Regions from separate parts of the Mus musculus genome. Here region 1 is linked to region 2. A link is a contact called in public Hi-C data. All regions are on one chromosome and are shown on one strand. The core of a region is the stretch at or near the end of the contact, and the rest is flanking DNA. Distances in the headings are between cores, read along the strand shown. Region 1 overlaps Gm12153 (a long non-coding RNA gene). Region 2 holds the start of Adra1b (adrenergic receptor, alpha 1b).

Evidence for each region. A called contact is a pair of places that touch in the nucleus more often than the background predicts.
Region 1: a contact with region 2 is called in a Hi-C map of ventricular fibroblasts, with 8 times the contacts expected there. The contact joins the enhancer-like site here to the promoter of Adra1b in region 2. A contact is called at or near these places in 4 of 484 Hi-C or Micro-C datasets (the HL-1 cell line, embryonic fibroblasts, uterus and 1 more) and 1 of 115 datasets of contacts at active chromatin or transcription factors (neural progenitor cells).

What each region holds. Positions count from the first base shown.
Region 1 is chr11:44,012,131-44,015,916 of GRCm38.p6, forward strand. The region is part of intron 3 of Gm12153 (a long non-coding RNA gene); the gene reads left to right. Among named protein-coding and RNA genes, the nearest start is that of Gm12153, 55 kb to the left of the region's middle. Within about 2 kb of position 1,926, at least 13 of the 459 cell types and tissues checked have an H3K27ac peak or open chromatin away from gene starts, as enhancers often do. A contact at or near this core is called in embryonic fibroblasts, where this site is marked.
Region 2 is chr11:43,834,802-43,838,373 of GRCm38.p6, forward strand. Adra1b (adrenergic receptor, alpha 1b) reads right to left here and starts at 1,688. Exons shown (of 2, transcript NM_007416.4): 1 at 339-1,688. The coding sequence starts at 1,287.

The DNA.
Region 1 (3,786 bases), core at 676-3,175, 180 kb after region 2:
GTTAGGTATATCCCAGCATCCATTTATGGTTCTGTTGTGCATAAATATACCCAATCTCTCTCCAGCTGCCTCCACCATTCCCCATGGGGTTATGTGTTTCATTAGCTATTTCCCACCATGTGACACATTTTAAAAACTATTTCTAGCTTACTGTGAGGTCCAAAGAGTAGCCATTTATCCCAGGAGGTATCAAACTTAATAATGCAAATAAAGTCCTCCTAGCACACCATAAACCTTAGCACATCAGACAGTTCAGAAAGGTTAGCCATGATGGAGATGAAGGCAACAGCGGTGTTTTGCTCCCTCACCCCCCCTTCACCCATGTCATTGTTCCTGTGTAGAGGGAGGGTGCCCTGAGGAAGACCAACTGTAGCTGTGAGGTTTGATAAAGGAGGTCAGGGAAGAAACCGGAAGTTAGAAAACAGCTCATGGAAAAGCTTGAAGTGTGGGCTTGTGTGCTTCGGCTTTCTGTGGCTGAGGCCAAAGAGCTGAGAAAATTAACATAAAGGAGGAAGGAGGATCAGTTTCTCAGGCAGCTCAGTTCAAGGTTTGCCGTGTCCATTGCTGTGCGCTTGGGATGATGCAGAGTGGAAAGCATCCTGACAGGAATGAAGCTGGAGAAAAGTTGCCCCACAGGGAGAGACACATGAGAGAGTTGGGGGTTGAGAGAGAAGGGAAGAGAGGGAGAAGGGGAGAGTTAAGGAGAGGGTATGAGGAGAAAGAAGGGGAGAGCACCTGGGAAAAGTCACACCCTGCAAGGACCTGCCCCCCCCCCAAGGGTCTGCTTCCTCCAACTAGGCCTGCACCCCTACAGTTTCCATGCCTTCCACTAATGCCACCAGCTGCTCTCAAGCCTGTAGTATATTGGGTCTGGGAGACATTTCAGATGCGAACTGTAACAGGGCTGGGAAGCCCAGGAAAAGCCGCATCAAGACAAGATCCCTCCGTACCTGTGACATGTCCACTCTCAGCTCAAGACTATACAGGCAGACTGCTTCCCTTTCCTAAGCAGAAGTCTGAATCCATCTCAGGCTGCCCCTAGCTTAAGCTACCTGACAGACTCTTCAGCCTCAGTGCCCCGAAAGCATTCATTTTTATTTATTTTACCCTCGTGATGGATATAACACCCAAGTGGGCTCATGCTTACTAAGCTATTTCCCAGCCAAAGCAATCCAGAGAATGTTAATTATCTCCTTCCACCCCCCCCTCCACACACAATGAATTATTGACTTCCAGAGCACGAAATCTTTAGCTGTGAGGTATTCCAGAATTCGCAGGTTATCAAAAATGTGCAGAGGGAGAGAATTTTGGTTCAGCCCTGGGAGGCTGAGGTGGGAAAATTTGTCCTTATTTATTTACATGGAAATAGAATGAGCTTTTGGCCAGCTTGTTAATGGGTTCTTAAAGAGAAACAGGCTTCCTGTGGCCTGCTTAGAATGGTTGGTGGTCCTCCCTGCCACGTAAAACATCAAACTAAGAAGGCAGGAATTCCCTTCTAGATTCTTCTTATGTTGGAAATGGAGAGGCAGAGTATCAGGTAAGGACAGTGTCTGCTCTTAGTTCCCCTGTCTCTGCCCTCATTTATATAACTGGCCTTTAACGATGCATTTCATCTTGCTCTGGCCTCAGTTTTTCTACCAACCAAGTAGAGATATGTGATTTACCCAAACCAACTCATTGAATCCTGAAGATGAGATTAAAAAGTTAGTTTTTCAGGGTGCAATTTTATTTTGTGTTTCTGAAGAGCACATGTGATTTTCCAGAAAGAAAGAGACAGGTCCTAATCATATTTAAAAATAAGCTTTAGCATTTCCTAAGTGCTTGGCCAATTATTCCAAATAACATTCATTCCAGAGGCTGCTGGGGGAGGGGGGGATGGTGAGTCACATGATGGATGTCTTAGATGGTGGAGCAGCCAGAGACAGACAGTGTCTCGTGCCACAACCAAGCAGGGAACAGATCACCCCAGACCTCTCTCATACAGCCACTGGTGTCTACAGCAGATGCCTGAAGGCCTCTCTGTGTTCCTTCTACAGTGTTTCTGCTGAGAGTCTCCTCTGTGCCAGGTACTGGGATATGTAGGTGCTGCTTAGACACACAGTTGAGGGATAGAGGGAGGGAAGATGCTAAGCTAATATGCAGTTACCATGGTAAGGAGGTACTGCATTCAGTTTTGTGAAGAAGATTGAATGAGGAGATATGAATGAGAGGAGAAGGTCCAGGTAGGTCTCACTGAGGGGCTTGTGTCTTAACAGGGGTCACTACTAGCAGGAAGGATCACTATGGAGGGGAATAATGTGAGGGCCCTGAGCAGGAATGTACACTGTGTTGGAAGACTGAGAATAGGGGTGGCCGAGGATGGGAGCAGAGAGGGAGAGTGGTGTCAGGTGATATAGAAGAGCTAGCTAGGCTTGGGTTTACCCCAGCTCTCCTAACTGCCATTTGTATCATCTTGGGCAAGCTAACTCATCTCTCTCAGTTTCATGCTCTGTGTCAGCCAATGAAGGACTGATAGCTTGCAAGTCTGTAGAAGTTCAAAATTCACAACAGTCTAGGAGTCCTTTCTAGTCTGGCCCCAGTTAGCTTCTTGTCCGTCCCTGTCTTCTTCAGTTCCAGAGGACTGGTTTCTGCTCTTCTCAGGCTTGTGAGGCATATTTTACTTCTAGTCTATGTCCTCCGAGGTCATTTAATGCTCAGGTGTGAGTCTTACTACCTCAATGACTTTGGATAATCGCTTACATATTGTATCCCTTTCCTGACCAATTGATTTAAAATGGTCATCCCAGTGAACTTCAAACATCTGTCCCTATTTATTTCTTAGTAGTACTGAGCACAGTGAAACTCCCTTACAGTCACTGACTTTATGTATTGTCTACTCTCCAGAAAAAGAGTGAGACTCCACGAGGCCATAGTATTTGCCCTATTTGTTCAACCCAGTGTCCCTATCATCCAGGGAAAGGACCTGGCATCTAGTAGGAACCCAATAACTCGTATTGAAAACATAGAAATGACAGTGTAGAAGGAAATCCTAAACACTGAGTTTTGTGTTTTGCTTTTAGCTTTATTTTCTTTCTATTCAGAAAGGTATGCTGCATTAGACATCAAAAGATGTGTTCTTCCAATCCATCCAGTTTAGATACCACTGCTAGCCCAGATTCACATTGGTTTCAGTTTCTCCATATATCCATCTGAAACTCATTCCGGGGGGTCGTTCAAGATCTCTTCCCCTTGTGGTTACCTCTAATTTTTCTAGTCTTCTGTGACCCTTTATTATTTGGACACCATGTGGAACTCGGTGTTTTAACCTTTTGAAATGTGTACTCTAGCCAATTCTTTGATCTCAGAGCTCATAACATTTTAGAGTGAGCCACAAACTTAGCGATCCTTTTATTGAACGATCTGTGTGCCAAGTCACAGATGAGGTGCTGGGATATGATGTAAGGCTTGACATAGCTTGAATTCTGAAGCTCTGATGATAAACATAGCTGTGCAGAAGGAATGAATGAATAAAATACATGGCCAATTTGAAGTTGGTCATGAGATGGAGTTAAAAATATTGAAAGCATTTTGGTAAGTTATGGGATATCAGTTCCTTTTGGGACAGTAAATACTATTTCTTGAAGATTTTGGAAGGGGGGGACATAGTGTGAGGTACTTTTGATTTCCAAGAAGCCCAGACTGAACCACCTTGTGAAAGCTTTCTGGAGAGAGGAAGAAGGGTAAGTGTACGATATGTTGTGGCTACTTTTGTCTTCATGATATATCAGCTCTTGATGGCAGTAGAGA
Region 2 (3,572 bases), core at 438-2,937:
CATCGTTACTACCGAAATAACACTGGCGAGATGTTGGAGCCCAGTGTCCTTTTTAATTATTAAACTGAGGCCAGTGACTGAGTCATTCCACATCCCAGATTCTCCTTCCGTGCTTCTATTTCAAGTGCCTAGTATCTTAGCTTTTTTTTCACCAACACCTGAGTTGGTTCTTAGCCAGTTCCCCAATCTGCAAAGCCCTTGCAGAACAAATAGTATTATCCAGTCTCCAAACACACACTGATGGCATAAAAATAACCAAACCCACACAAAAACTTTGGTGTGAGATCATCAGGAAAACCAATGTAGGTCTACCTCCCCTCTGCCAGCCCCCAACTTACCAAGTGGGAGAGCGATGAAGAAGGGGAGCCAACATAAGATGAACATTCCGACTACAATGCCCAAGGTTTTGGCTGCTTTCTTTTCCCTGGAGAACTTAAAAAGTTTGACAGCTATGGAACTCCTGGGGTTGTGGCCCTTGGCCTTGGTACTGCTGAGGGTGTCCTCATGAAAGTTCTTAGAGTGGATTCTCAGGGTCAGCTCTTTGGAGTTGGACATTTCCTTCATGACTCCCGCCTCCAGATTCTTGGTGGTCCTCTTGGCCACGATGTAGACTCGGCAGTACATGACCAGGATGACCGCCAGTGGGATGTAGAAGGAGCCCAGGGAGGAAAAGAGGGCGTAGAAGGGTTCTTCTGTGACCCCACATTCTTTGTCGTCATTGGGCGCAGGTTCTTTCCATCCAAGGAGAGGCCCGATGGAGATGACCGTGGACAAGACCCACACACTGAGGAGCGCCAAGATGGCCTTCCTGCGGGTGACCAGCGTGGGGTACTGCAGAGAGTATCGCACCCCAATGTAGCGGTCAATGGAGATGGCACATAGGCTCAGGATGGAGGCCGTGCAACACAGGACATCAACCGCTGCCCAGATGTCACAGAAGATGCGCCCCAGCACCCAGTAGCCGAGCACTTCCAGGGTAGCGGAGAAGGGCAGGACTGTGAAGCTCAACAGCAGGTCAGCAATGGCCAGGTTGACAATGAAGTAGTTGGTGGGCGTCCGCAGGTGCCGGTTGCAGGCCACCGACAGGATGACCAAGATGTTGCCCACGATGGCAAAGAGGATGAAGGCGCCCAGCACCAGGCCCACAGAGATGGCCCTGGTGACGTCCAGCTGGGGCAGTGTGGAGTTGCTCGAGGTCTGGTTGGGGCCAGTGAAGTTGGCATCTTTCAACTCTCCCCAGTGGGCAGGTGCTGATGTGTTGTGGCCGGTGTCCAGATCGGGATTCATTTTAAAGTCCGCCCTCCATAGCCAGGGAGGAGATTGGGCTCGGAAGGGCTGCGACCAAAGCTCCTCAGCTGCCCTGAAACTTTGCTCCCTCCGTGGTCTTCTTTCCAGAGGCGTCCTCCTGGCGAGAAGTCATCTCCCCCGGGCAGCCTAGCCCGGCAGCACGTCGCCTGCCTGCACCCAGCGGCTCGCTCGCCTGTCAGAGGGAGGAGGAGGAGAGAGGGGACGAGGCGGCAGCTCCAAGTTTAATGGTCCACGTCAGGCGCGCCTGGCCGGGCTGGCGCGGGAGCGCGGGGAGGAGCGGGCGCCGGGCCGGGGGTGCCCGGCTGTGCCCGGCCCGCGGCGGGTCTACGGACCGCGGTGCCTTCTCCGCCCAGCGATCGCGAGGAGGGTCTGCTTTCAATGAGCCGCCTCTGGGCTGACTGCACGGCGGTGACATCAGGCGGGGAAGCCCGGGCGCCCTGACTCTGTGCGGCACTAGGGGGCAATGCGGGTCCAGCCAAGGAGCGCAGCCCCGACGCCAGCGCCAGCCTAGTCGGCTTGGAGACCTGCCGCGCCCGGCACCGCTCCCTCTGCGGGGATGGGGCGGGGAGCAGAGCAGGGGATCCGGGTGTGGGCATCCCGGTTCATACACCCCAGGGGGCCCGCTGGGATTATTTTTTCCCCCTGTTCACGCTTCAGTTAAAAGGTAGGGTGGGGATGCTTACCTCTAATGGGGGCTCCTGGAGTCAAGCCATGGGTTCAGAGAGATGTGCAACTTCTACACAACTGGCTTCTACAAAAGGAAGAAAATCCCTGCGTTAGGCAGGTGACAGAGACTTGAGTCACATCTGAGACCAGGCGTATACTTTAGTTCCCCCTTGCAACCTCTTTGGCCTTGATAAAACCTAGAAACTTCTGTTGCTCATTCATTCGTTCAGTTATTCCCTGCACACATTCCTTCAGTGGATTGTTAATGTCCACCTCCAGGCAGTGGCTCCATTCTAGGCACTGTTCTCCAACAGTTAGAAGGGTACCCAGATTCCTGACCGGCAAGTGGAAGCTTATCAAACAAGCAAAATCTGAAGCGAGACATCTAATGACAGGAGTTTAGGAGAAGATTAATTGAGGACAGAGAAATGCAACCAGGGTATGGAAGAATATGAATTGGATTTTTTTTTTTAATGACAGAGTATGATGTAGCTCAGGTTGCCCTCCAGCTCACTGTATAACACAAGAATACCTTTGAACTCTTGATTTTCCTATGGCCACCTCCTGAGTGCTGGAATTACAAGCATGTACCGCCGTGGTTGGTTTATTTGATACTGGGGATGGAATTCAGGGCTTCGTGCATTCTAGGCAAGCACATACTCTACCAAGTGAGCAGCATCTCTAGGCTGAACTTGACATTTTAAGAAGGGGCTTGGGGTTGTCACTAAAGAGATAGTTGAGGGAGGGAGGGAAGGAGGGAGGAGGGAGGGAGGGAAGGAGGGAAGGAGGGAAGGAGGGAAGGAGGGAGGAAGGGAGGGAAGGGTGAGAGGGAGCTAGTTGTATCTCTGGGAGTAGAGAGTGAGGACTGATTGCCAAATCCTGGGGAAGGGACTTGGGGGGGGGGGTCTTGCCTGTTGGCTCTTTTCTTGTATTGCCTTGTATACATGTAGGCTATTAGGCTACAAACCCTATTTCCAGAGGTGGGTAATTACAAAAAGGAAGAAGAAAAAAGTCAAACCAGGGAAGAATTTTCTTGTTTGTTTGTTTGTTTGTTTGTTTTTAGAAAGAAGGTCTTCAAAAAAAAAAAAAAAAAAAAAAAAAAGAAAGAAGGTCTTCAGGTTGGTTTTGAACTCAAGATTCTCTGTCTCCCAATACTTAGATGCTAGACCATGTGCTACGTTCATGCTGCCTTTTCTCCCGACTTGATGAGAGAACTAGTCTCATTTTGATTTCTGTTTTGAGGATGGGACCCGTGTGATAAGGGAGTTGAGCCGTTTTTTTCAAGTACATATGCCTATTGAGGAGAGGAAGGGTGAGTTGGAGTTGAATGTCATTACTGGGTTTCCTTATTCTAGTGCTGAGTACTGAGCCATAGAAGAGTCACCGTTTCTATAGGAGCAAAATAGGGGATAGAGTAAATGTTATAACTTGGGCTTTTTTTTTAAATGGCTCATTTTGGGGCTCAAGTTAGTGCTACTGGGAAGGAACCCACATTTGCTGAGCTCCTACTGTTCATCAAACATTTACTTATTTCTCTCCCCTCCTCTCCTCTCCTCTCCTCTCCTCTCCTCTCCTCTCTCCTCTCCTCTCCTCTCTTC